2 separate regions of the Mus musculus genome follow, and region 1 is linked to region 2. A link is a contact called in public promoter capture Hi-C data. All regions are on one chromosome and are shown on one strand. The core of a region is the stretch at or near the end of the contact, and the rest is flanking DNA. Distances in the headings are between cores, read along the strand shown. Region 1 holds the start of Cby1 (chibby family member 1, beta catenin antagonist). Region 2 holds the start of Arhgap39 (Rho GTPase activating protein 39).

Region 1 (5,629 bases), core at 1,566-4,065, 2.8 Mb before region 2:
GGGACAGTAGCTACAGATGGTTGTGAGCCATCCTTGTCCGGGCTGGGAACCCAACCCAGGTCCTCTGCAAGAGCAACAAGTACCCTTTTTGGCTGAGCCATCTCTCAAGGCCCCGAACTTGACCTTATTTTATTTTACTTTTGGAGACAGAGTCTCTCTCTGAACCCTGGATGCCCTGGAACTCTATAGACCAGGCTAGCCCTGAACTCACAGAGATCCCCCAGCCTCTACCTCTTGATTGCTGAGAGTAGAGGTATACCGCTACACCCAGCTTGGATTTGATCTTTAAACATGACTGAAATGAATTATCTGAACTAAAATGCAAGCCAGACTGGATACCACCACCTGGGACCCTATCACAAGGAGGCTGCCTGTCATAGTAGGTTCTTGAATAAACTCCAGTAGTAGTTCCCATGCAGGAATTCAGTCTTGACTAATAATATAAACCCCGAGGATGCCTTCCCACAGAGTCACCTCTCCACCCAGAGACCACTCCCGCCACCCAGTCTGCACTCACAGAATGTAGGTTGGAGAGAGAGGCCGACTTCCGAGGAGGGGTCTTCTTTGGGCTGAATATGCTGCCAAAGAGAGGCATCCCTAACTCAGTGAGGAAACGCCAGCACTTCCTTCTCCTTCCTGACCCAGCGAGAAAACACCAGCACTTCCGTCTCCTAAAGTCAAACAGATCAGCGACCTCATTTCACTGTTCTCTATCCATTAGAACATCTTACACCTTGATGATTGCCAATTACCGCAGTACCTACTGGGAAGAGTTATCCATTTATACAGAACAGCAAAAGAAGGCTTGAGGTCCTAATAGTTCTGGAAGGAGCTTCCATGTGCTGGGTGCTTCTTATGTGCCAGGCAGTATAGGCTAAGGCCTTTGCATAAACCCATTTCACTCACAACTGCCCCTCGACATGCCTCTCCTAGTCACCCCATTTGGAAAGCCAAGGTCTTTGGTGGGAACGGGCATTGGAACCAAAGTTTGTGTGGCTTCACAGTGATGCTAACCTCAGGCAACTCTGTCACGAGTTGGCCTCGCCAGCATCACAGTGTGGAGCCAGGGAGGAAATTTCTACCATTCCCGTTGGCCAGTAAGAACATCACCAAGTACGGGAACTTCAGCCTGGATGGCATCCTAAAGCCATGAAGCGACACCCGGATTTCACTCCCGGATGCAGAGCGGTACTTATCACAGTCTCGATAAGTATCACGACACTCACCGGCACACTAGCTTTAGTCACAGCACAACGTCCTGCAATGCTCATAAAATCAGTAACATCACTTAGGCTCGGGGAAGAGGTCAGCTTTTTAAATAAAACAAGTAGAGAGAAGTCATAAAACCACAAGGCTTCATGGTACATTTTTTTTTCCAATTATGTGTTTATGTGCTGAATGCATGCATATGTGCAGGTAGGTGTGTGTGTGTGTATCCACTTTATTAATATTTGTGTGCAGATTCGGAGTCTGGAGGGGGGACGTCAGGTGTCCTGTTGCATTCCCTTTAGATGGGGTCTCTCACTGAACCTGGAGCTAGACTGGCGGCCAGCGAGCACAAGCAATCCTGTCTCCGCCACCAACAGTGTTAGCATTGCAGGGGTCCGAGCTTGTAGCAGGCTTTTTTTTTTTTTTTTTTTTTGGTTTTTCGAGATAGGGTTTCTCTGTGTAGCCCTGGCTGTCCTGGAACTTCACTTTGTAGACCAGGCTGGCCTCGAACTCAGAAATCCGCCTGCCTCTGCCTCCCGAGTGCTGGGATTAAAGGCGTGTGCCACCACGCGCCGGCTTGTGGTAGGCTTTTAACTGAGATGTTGGGGACTTGAATCCATGGTCTCACACTTGAGCAGCAAGTACCCACATTCACTGAGCCTTTTCTCTAGTCCCCTTCACAGATTTTTTTTTTTAAACACACACACATACACACACCGTTCAAGGTATCCTAGGGTTCTTTAGGGAAGCTCTCTCATAGAAGACTATGGGCCAAGAAAATTAAAGGTTTGCACTTGGTTCCCAACCAACCCTGTTGCTCACCCTCTGGGGAGTCCAACGTTTTATCATCCCCCAAGGGCCTCAAAGGCTTTGTTTGCTGTTGTTTTTAATGTGTCTGAGTGTTTTGCCTGGGATACCATGGTCGTGCCTTGTGTCTGCAGATTCTACAACTAGAGTTACTGGCGTTTGTGAGCTGGGAATCGAATCCCAGTTCTCTGCAACAGCAACCAGTTCTCTGAGACTCTGATCCATTTCTCCGGCCAGTGACGTCCCTTATTTATAATCACGAATGATAACAGCCTGCAGCTCGTAGGTTAAGAGTGCTTTCATGTTTACAAACTGTTGGGACATTTGATGCTCACCATGACCCTGAGAAGTAGATCAAATTGTCCCCCTTTACAGGGAAATGCACTTACTGTGCGAAGCTTTAGTTTGCATCAGGCTATAAAATACATTCTCTTCATTCTGACAAAAAATAAAGGAAGGAAGCATCTTTGGTTTTCACTGGATTCTCAAAGGGAAAGGTGTCTCGAAAAAGTTAAGAGCCAGCCAGTCTCACGGGTCACAAAACCCAAAGAGTTCTGTACGGGTTAGGAGAAGACCTTCAAAGGATGGGGTCAAAACACCATCTCCGAGTCTCCGTCGCAAGAGGTGCCCGCGGAGCATGCCACGGTCCAGCCTGCCCGCTTCTCCAGGGGTACCCGGGCATCCCACCCACCACTACTGGCACGGATATCCGCCCGCCGCTCCCAGAGGTACCTGTCTGCGAAGCCGGAATCCCGAGCTAGCCTGCAGCTTTCTGCAAGGATCTGCCCAGGCCGCGTCAACCGCCGCGACCGCGATTGGCCGGCGCCGGGCAACCATCGTGCGCATGCGCAGCCTCTCTGGCTTCTACCACTGAGAATGCAGAGGGAGCCAGCTCCGAGACGAGCCTCCGCGAAGCAGCGGAGCCCCTGCGGACTCTCTAAGGTTCACGAATAGAAGAAAGCCTTGGGCACGACTTCTGGAGATACACACATGCCTTGGGCACGACTTCTGGAGATACACACATGCCTTGTGGCATAGGCTGGGAGAGGCATGACCCCCTAAATACGTTGGTCTGGTCCCCGGGTCAGCGCCGCCGTCGTCATAGTAATCGTTTTCCTTGGCAACAAAGCAGGCCGAAAGCTGCTTTGTTGTGTTAAAAATGTTAAGTGGTGACCCAGGCTGGACTCACAGTAGCAAAATGGACCGACCTGCAGCTCCCCCGCCCCGGCCACAAAGCAAACCGCGCCCCTTGGGCCGCGGATGCTGGCGGACATCCGGAGCTTGGTCCGGTCACTGGAGGGGCTGGTGGCGGAACCCGCCCTGACGCTTCTGCCGAAGCTTTCAGGTAAGACAGACGGACAGATATGACGACTCCCTGCCAGTAGCAAACTGGCTCCTGCCAGTCTTGCCTCCTCCACACTCCCACAAGCAAGGGAAACTGAGGTCCAGGGAAGGTTGCCCAGTGTACAAGGGGTAGAGAACTGGAGAGTCAGCTCCAGGATTCCTCAAGTCCTAAGGACATTGTAGCTCGGTTTGGTAAATGAAGAAATGGCCATCCAGGAGGCGTTTCTTGGCTGCCTAGTGGGTGTACGAGGTCATCCCACCATAAAGGACAGGACCCAGCTCCAAGCAGTCTTCCTCCACCTTTGCCACACAGCGTTCGAAGAGAGAATTCCACATCAAAATCAACCATATCTAGTGTAGCAACCGCTACAGAAACATAAAGCAGAACACATTTGAAAGTTGCGATCATTCTAGAAGTTTTTTTGTTTGTTTGTTTGTTTGTATGTTTGTTTGTTTGCTTGTTTGTTTTTTTCGAGACAGGGTTTCTCTGTGTAGCCCTGGCTGTCCTGGAACTCAGTCTGTTGACCAGGCTGGCCTCAAACTCAGAAATCCGCCTGCCTCCCAAGTGCTGGGATTAAAGGCGTCCGCCACCACCGCCAGGCTCTAGAAGCTTTTTGATATTAAACCTTGTGCGCCCTCTACCGGTGCTATCCCCGAAGCACCTTTCGTATTTTGAGATAAAGTCTCCCTGGGTACTCCTTATCTCATCCTCCTGCCTCAGCCTCTCAGTGCTGGAATTACAGACACACACCCAGCCTGCCTTCAACCCCTACCCTTTTGCTTTGTTTGTTTTTTTTTTTTTAAGATTTATTTATTTATTTATTATATGTAAGTACACTGTAGCTGTCCTCAGACACTCCAGAAGAGGGAGTCAGATCTCGTTACGGATGGTTGTGAGCCACCATGTGGTTGCTGGGATTTGAACTTCGGACCTTCGGAAGAGCAGTCGGGTGCTCTTACCCACTGAGCCATCTCACCAGCCCCGCTTTGTTTGTTTGATATTTGAGACTGGGGCTCAATATGTAGTTCTGGCTGCTCTCCCAACTTACAAAAGTCCTCCCGCCTCTTTCTCCAGAGCGCTGGGATTAAAGGCTAGTGCTCCATACCCGGCCCTAGGCTTTTTAACAAGTCAATTCAAAACAGATTAAATTAACTTGACTATTGTTGCACTTAACTCGGTTTGTCCAAAATACGAATAAACAAATATTTTAAATTTTTACCATGTATTGGTTATTAATTTCTTTAGTCACGCTAACCAAATTTCAGAACTTTTGTTTTGGTGTGTGGCTAGTGGCCGTGGGGCTGGGCAGCATCCAGGAGTGTTTTCCTTCCAGCCTCGTTGCCCTCTGTCTGGGAGCTGTTTCTTCTCCCCATCAGCCAGTTAACTCCTGCTCTTCCTTCAGCACCTTGACCTCCGTAACTAGGTCAGAACAAACTGTTGCAGCACTTCAGAGGCAGAGGCAGGAGGAGCTCTGTGAGTTGGAGGCCAGCTCGGACTACATAGCAAGTGCCAGGCCAGCCAGGGCTACGTCATGGTGAGACACTGTCTCAAAAACAAAAACAACAACAACAAATACCCAAAACCACACTGTCACCTCATAACCCTATGTACTTTCTTTGGAAGCAGTCATGAGTTATATAATTCATCATTACATACAGAATTTTGATGAATTATACTTTATAATTATGTACTTATTTTAATTTTACAAGTCTACCTCAATAGCCCCACTAGGGCTATGGATCCAGTCTGGCTCAGTTTACCATCCTGTGCCCAGTTGGAGCACACTTTTTAGTCTGTGGGAAGTCCTCAGTAAATAGTCACCGAGTGGCTCGACGTTGATGGTGACGGAGGACCAGTACCGCAGTCTGCATTTCACATGCTATCAAATGCTAACTCTGAGCAGGGGATCGGCAGTCCCAGCTGCCACAATGCCCCAAGGGGAAGGGCTCCTCAGCTCCCACGCATCCACCCCCAGCACTTGGCACAGTGCTTGCCATAGCGCGGCTTTCAATGAAGCTTGCTTTCCCTCCTCTGCAGACAACGGCAGTAGAAAGCTTACCGGGCCCCAGAGCACACGTATCCTTAAATGGTAGGAGGGAGAATTCAGCCCGGAGCGATGTGTGTATTTTAAACATTCCTCTTTAGAAACTACTCAGTTGTCCCATTAGGTGTGAGTAATAGCATTCGGCTAAAGCTGGAAGCTTCCTGACAGCATCATCAGAGTCTAGAACATAGTGTAATTTTCCAGCCATTCTGGGGAATGGGTAG
Region 2 (6,383 bases), core at 2,678-5,177:
AGGGTGCATAGGATAGGAAGTAATGGAGGGATTTTGTTTTTACAAAGAATAATGTGAGAGGGTACTCAGGCTTTATCTTATGTATTTATTTACTTTTTTAAAGGTTTATTTATTTATTTATTTAATGTATATGGGTACACTGTAGCTGAACAATTGGTTGTGAGCCTTCATGTGGTTGTTAGGAATTGAATTTTTAGCACCTCTGCTTGCTCAGATCAACCCAGCTCGCTCCAGCCCAAAGATTTATTTATTGTTATACATAAGTACACTGTAGCTGCCTTCAGACAGCACCAGAAGAGGGCATCAGATCTCATTGTGGGTGGTTATGAGCCATCATGTGGTTGCTGGGATTTGAACTCAGGATCTTTGGAAGAGCAGTCAGTGCTCTTACCTGCTGAGCCATCTCACCAGCCCAAGTAGTCGGCCTTTAAAGAGCACTGGTTATTCTTCCAGAGGACTCATGTTAGGTTCCTCGCAGCCATCCCACTCCATCCCTTGGGGGATCTGACACCCTTTTCTGACCTCCACAGGCACCAGGCACAAACATAGTACACAAATATTGTTGGCAAAACACCCATGCACATAAAATACAGAAAGAAACAAAAAAGAACAATGTTAGCATGTATCTGAGTGTTCTTGAAAACTGTTCAATAGAAATGGCCATATTAATAATGCAAGGGACAGAAAGAAGTCCAGACCTCTAGTCCAACCTTCAGAATGAGCAGAACAGCCTGCAAACTTTCCACAGGCAGGGAAAGTGGGAGGCCAGAGATGGGTGTGTGCAGTCCTGTAGTTTGGTAATGGGAGGGAGACTTTTGGTTTCCAATAGGAGGCCTAACTAAAGGGCTCTGAGAAGTTATGGAATGGCCACCATCTTTGAAAGCCTTCTGAAGAGAAACACAAGACTGCTTGAGAGTGAGCAGCACTCATTCTAAGTTTGTGACCAAAGGTTCAAAAGGGAAGAGACAGGGGCTGGAGAGGTGGCTCAGTGGTTAAGAGCACTGACTGTTCTTCCGAAGGTCCTGAGTTCAATTCCCAGCAACCACATGGTGGCTCACAAACCATCCGTAATGAGATCTGATGCCCTCTTCTGGTGTGTCTAAAGACAGCTACAGTGTACTTACATATAATAATAAATAAATCTTAAAAAGAAGTGGGGGGGGGGGGGAGAGGCAGCAGGGGTTAGCGGTGGGCATTGCTGGAGAGATGGCTCAGCAGTTAAGAGCACTTACTGTTCCTCTAGAGGACCTGGGTTCAGTTCCTAGCACCCACAGGGCAGCTGACAACCGTCTGCAACTCCAATCCTAGGGTGTCTGATGACCTCTTCTGGGCCTCCACAGGCACTGCATGTGTGGTACAGGGACAGACACTCGTTCAGGCAAGCACATAAAACATAACAAACATCTCAAAAATATTGAAACAAACAAAAAACACTCAAAAGGAATCCAGTCAGCCATGTTGGTAATGTTTCTTCAGCCGCAGGGAGGAGACGGTCTTCCTTCATCCAAGTCAGCTTACTTCAGGTGGGTGAACAAGGAAAAAAATTCGTCACCAAAGGCCAATATTCTGTATATCTCACACCCTCTAAAACTTTTGTGTAAAGAAATTCAAACCTTTTACTTTCCTCTACCTGGTAAAGCTTTTCTTTCCACAAAGGCCCTGCCCTCCTCCAGTTCCCAAACGTGATCTGCAGCAGCTGACACCTCACCCTCTCCCTTTCATTTACTCCAAGCTGAATCTTTTTAAACTGAATCAGGCTGAATCAGGAAAAGACTATGAGGTGACCCCAGGCAATAGGAAAAAAGACACAGTCACCACCTGCCTTAGGATACACTCGAAGTGAGCTTCTGGCCCTCGAGGACTTGCTAGCCCGGTTAATTTCATTTTTGCAAAGATAAATAGCCTTGCTGCTTGTGCGTTCCTTTCTGCAGCATTTAGAACGTCTGTTTCCAGCCGCATTGCTGAGGGGGCTGGAGACAGAGCAGGAGCCCTCATCCATACCTAAGAGCAGAGCCCAGGATGACTCAGCAAGGACGTGCTAAGTGTGAGCACAGTGGAGATCCCCAGGGCTTGGGTCTGCAGCACTGCGGGGTGTGGAAGGCTCTGAGCTCTCTTGGTCTGGATACAGATGGAACGCTGTGTGCAGTCCTGGAAGAGCTTTGGGCCATTTTATTTGTCTGCAAGTGGAATTTAAATACGACACAGAGAAATGAAGACATGAGCTGGAGATGACCTGCCACTAGCTTGATGGCCCAAGTTCCATCCTCGGGACTCAATAGCCGAAGAGAAATGACTCCTTTAGAGTTTGTCTTCTGACATCTCTACAGAGGTCTTGACACATGCAGCCCTACAGACATACAAACTAAATAAGCAAAATATTCTGAAGGCTCATTTTCACCATTTTAAAAAATGTGTGTGTGTGTGTGTACACATGAATACTATTGATCTCATGGAGCTGGAGTTATAGGTGTTTTGTTTTGTTTTGTTTGTTTGTTTGTTTTTTGGTTTTTTGAGACAGGGTTTCTCTGTATAGCCTTGGCTATCCTGGAACTCACTCTGTAGACCAGGCTGGCCTTGAACTCAGAAATCCGCCTGCCTCTGCCTCCCAAGTGCTGGGATTAAAGGCATGTGCCACCTCTGTCAGGCATTATAGGTGGTTTTGAGTCACCTGACATGGATGCTGGGAATTGAACTTGAATCCTCAGGAAGAGCAGTATTTACTCTTAATTGTCAAGCCAAGGTAAAAAAAAAGTTTGGTTTTTTTTTTGTGTGTGTGTGTGTGTGTTTTTCTTTTTAAAGTAAAGAACTGGTGTCGGGCAGTAATGGCCCACGTCTTTAATTTCAGCACTAGCAAAGTGAGGCAGGTAGATAGCTCTGAGTTTGAGGCTAGTCTGGTCTACTGATCGAGTTACAGGACAGCCGGGGCTACACAGAGAAACCTGTCTCAAAAAACGAAAACATGAACAAACAAAAACAACAACAACAACACTGAATATTCCGAAGTCTGGGAGGGTGACAAACGCACTTGTAATGTGTTAAAGACGGATTTTAAGTTTGAGGCCAGCCCGGGTACACAGAGCAAGAGCTCGTCAAATACAAAAAACCCAAATGGCAGCTGAGGATGTAGCTCAGTAGGTAAAGGGCTTTCCTAGAATGGGTTTCACCTCCTCAGCTGTGTAAACCGGATATGGTGCCTGTAATCCTCGCACAAGAGAGATGAAGACGGGATTAGAGTTTCAAAGTCATCCTTCGCTACATAGGGAAGTTGAAGGTCAGCCTGGGCCATCTGAAATTCTCTCTCTTAAAAAAAATTAATAAGAAGTTAAAAGGGCCATGGAGTGGGTAGAGGTGCTCTCTGTGCAAGCCTGATGATGCGAGTTCCGTCATTAGAACCCATGGTGAAAGGAGTTGTCCTCCGATTTCCACACGGACACTGTTGGCACGTGCGTGCACATGCTTCACACACAATACACATTACAAAAAAAAAAAAAAAAATAGAAAAGAGAGCACATTTAAAGCTGTGCCTGAGTTACTACGAGAATAGTCAAGGAAATAAAAGGAGGAAAATAATAAAGGGAAGTTACAAACATGGAATACGCAGAGTATTTTAGACAATAGCTACCTTTCCAGAGTCAAGGAAGAGGTATATCTCAAGCTTAGGAACCCCAGCAGGGCTAGAACTAATAGAGTCACGCCACACCCACGTTAGGACACACCTGAGGTGACCCAGACCTCCAGAAGTGGGCGGGTACAGGTGAGAGCGGAACGGCCGGCTAGCGCGGCATCGGGGGCGGGGCCTCCGACAGAGGCAAGGCTCCCTCGGAGCTCCCGAGGGGCTGCGCGGTGGCGCAGGCGCATTGCAGCCTCGCGGGCGGCGCCCCCTGGCGGCGCCACCATCCTCGCGGGGGCGGAGTCGGAGGCGGGGGGTTGCGCTTGGTGACGGGGGACGCGCGGCCGCAGCGCACTGGACCAGCGGCGGAGACCCAGGACGTGAAGCGCTGGCTGCGGCGGCGACGGCGGCCGGGAGCCGCCGGGAGCTGGGGCGCAGCGTGCGGTCGGTGATGAGGGGCAGTGGCGGCGCTCCGGGCGCAGGGCCGGCTGGTGAGAGCGCGGGAGGTGGGCGGCGCGGGCCGGGAAGATGGCGGAGAGGCCTCGCTGCGGCCCCACGGCCTGGCCCAGGCGGAGGCCCCCCAGTCCAGTCGTGCTAGAAATCGGGGCCCCAGGTGACCCGGTAGGGGAGGGTCCGCAGGAGGACGCCGCGGCCAAGGGCCAGGGAGTGTGAAGGCGGGTTTGCGTAAGAGCAGGGGCCCGAGGGTGGTGGGTGTGAGGGTGCCATGGTCTGCACGCGTGCCCGGCCTTTGGATGGGCGTGAGTGCGTGTGTGTCCCTGGCCAAGATAGTTGTGTGCGAGCCCTTTGCTTGAGGTGGTTGGGGTTGGGGTGGACCTGATGGTGGGTGTGAGATGTGAGGGTGCCCGGCCTGCAGACAGGTGTGTGTAGTCAGCCCGAGGACAGGTGTGCGTGCGTTCTGTGTCCAGGCCCAGAGCCGGTGGTGTGCTTGTGCCCTTTCTGTGCACTGGGCTCCGGTCCGTTTGGGGGTGGTGAGAGATAGTGCTTGCCGAACGAGGATCTTGCGGGCTAGGCTTTGTCCGCGATGCCCGGCAGTCGGTGGGCGTCTCTGGGTCGGGTCGTGGCTTGCTTGCGCGTGGTGCGCCCTGGCTTCGCGGCAGGGCCTCTGCGGCAGGCTCGGGTGGTCCTCTCCCCGGCCTTTCAGACTTGGAACTCCCTGGGCGCCTGCTGTTTGGCAGGCGTGGGGTGGGTGGGGGCTGCGAGCCGGCAGGCTGTGCATCCCGGGCCAGGCAGGCTGTCTTTATTTTAAAACGTGCTGCCCGCTTCGGGCGCGGCAGCTGTGGGTGTGTTCCATGCTGCTGCTCACCGCAGCTGCTGTGGGCGCTACGCAACCTTCAGCCGCAAAAATGCGGCTGGACCCCCTCCCCCTTCAGTGTTGTTCGGGTTGGCCAGGCCTCCAGTGACCTCTGCAGAAAAACGTACAGTTGCAAGGCTTCAGTTCCTCCCGTGGTGCAGACAATACGGACGTTTGTCTTTGGGAGCTAGGGAGGGCAATTGAGCACTGCGTCCTGGGCGCAGTCTGTAAACAGCAGGTGGTTTTGTCCCTGCTCCCCTTTTTACAACGAACGTGGGGGGAAGGGAATTAGAAGGAGAGGTGTGACTGGATAGTCCGGAAAGCCAGTCTTCAAGGGATTCTGAGTGCCTAGGAGGGAATAGAGAGATGTGACTCCTTCCAGCTCGTGGTCTAATCAGCTGTCTTGTAAGAGTCTGGAGCAGAGTGAAAATGAGTGCTGGTTCTGGAGCCAGACTGACCGCCCTTGAGTCATGACTCCTCCTTTACTGGCTTTGTGGTATTAGGTAAGGTCTCTCTGCCTTTGGTTTCTTGGCTGTAAAATGGGTACACTAATAGTATTGGTCTCAGAATGCTGTTGTGAGGACTCTGTGACTTAAGACTTGTAAAATTTTTCACACCTGGGAAGTTTTGAGTGTTAGGAATTGTTCTTGCTACGAAATTGCAAGCTGTCAGGGTTAGGTATAGGTTGGACTGTGTGTTACAAAGTGCATAAACTAAGTGTGTGTGTGTGTTAAAATTGTAATTTCGTCTGAATTTTGCTATGTGCTCAGGTAGGTTTCAAACTCATGATCTTGTCTGGCATGCATTGCCATGCTTGGCACAAAGTACTTGTGTGTGTGCAAGTATGTATGTGTGTGTGCATACATGTAATTATTTTCATTTTGTGTGTATGGGCTAGTGTGTGTGTGTGTTTAATTATTTTCATTTTATGTTTGTGCCAGCTCTGTCGAGTAGAGGTCAGAAGATAAATTTTAGGAGTTATCTCTCATATCAAAGTGCCCATACGCACTGACACACACATCTAGCTGGTTGGAAGCAAATCTTTCTAAAGAAAAAAAGAACAATTTTATACACTTAGATAAATTAATTGCATAGAGTTGCTTTAAAAGTCTCTTTGGTAAGGAAACCTCTCGTGCAGCACACAGATTGCCACAGTGCTGACCGGGAGACGTGAGCTTGGTGTTGCCAGAGGGAAGGGGGCATGCAGGCCCTGGGCAGTGAGAGCCAGGCCTACAGTGTTGTACTGCACAGTGTTACCTTTGAATTAAGAAAGGTAACCTTATTAAGGATAAACTTTGACACTGAAGACGTAAGTAACAAAATGAGAGCCAGGTTTTACCTGTATGGTAGCGGGCCTTGGTAAATTACCGGAAGAAGTTCAGATAGACTTTAAACCAAAGTGAGGGGGATTGCTGTGTTTTTCAAGGAAACAGTTAATCTAGTCATTACGTTTCCCTCTTT

The links. Promoter capture Hi-C pulls out the DNA fragments that hold promoters and counts their contacts.
Region 1: a contact with region 2 is called in a promoter capture Hi-C map of cranial neural crest. The contact joins the promoter of Cby1 here to the promoter of Arhgap39 in region 2. A contact is called at or near these places in 2 of 39 promoter capture datasets (cranial neural crest and liver).

The regions. Positions count from the first base shown.
Region 1 is chr15:79,656,413-79,662,041 of GRCm38.p6, reverse strand. It overlaps Cby1 (chibby family member 1, beta catenin antagonist), which reads right to left and starts at 2,815. Exons shown (of 5, transcript NM_028634.3): 1 at 2,749-2,815; 2 at 518-671. The coding sequence starts at 595. It overlaps Fam227a (family with sequence similarity 227, member A), which reads left to right and starts at 3,086. Exons shown (of 18, transcript NM_029407.1): 1 at 3,086-3,361.
Region 2 is chr15:76,815,710-76,822,092 of GRCm38.p6, reverse strand. Arhgap39 (Rho GTPase activating protein 39) reads left to right here and starts at 3,927. Exons shown (of 12, transcript NM_001168288.2): 1 at 3,927-4,101.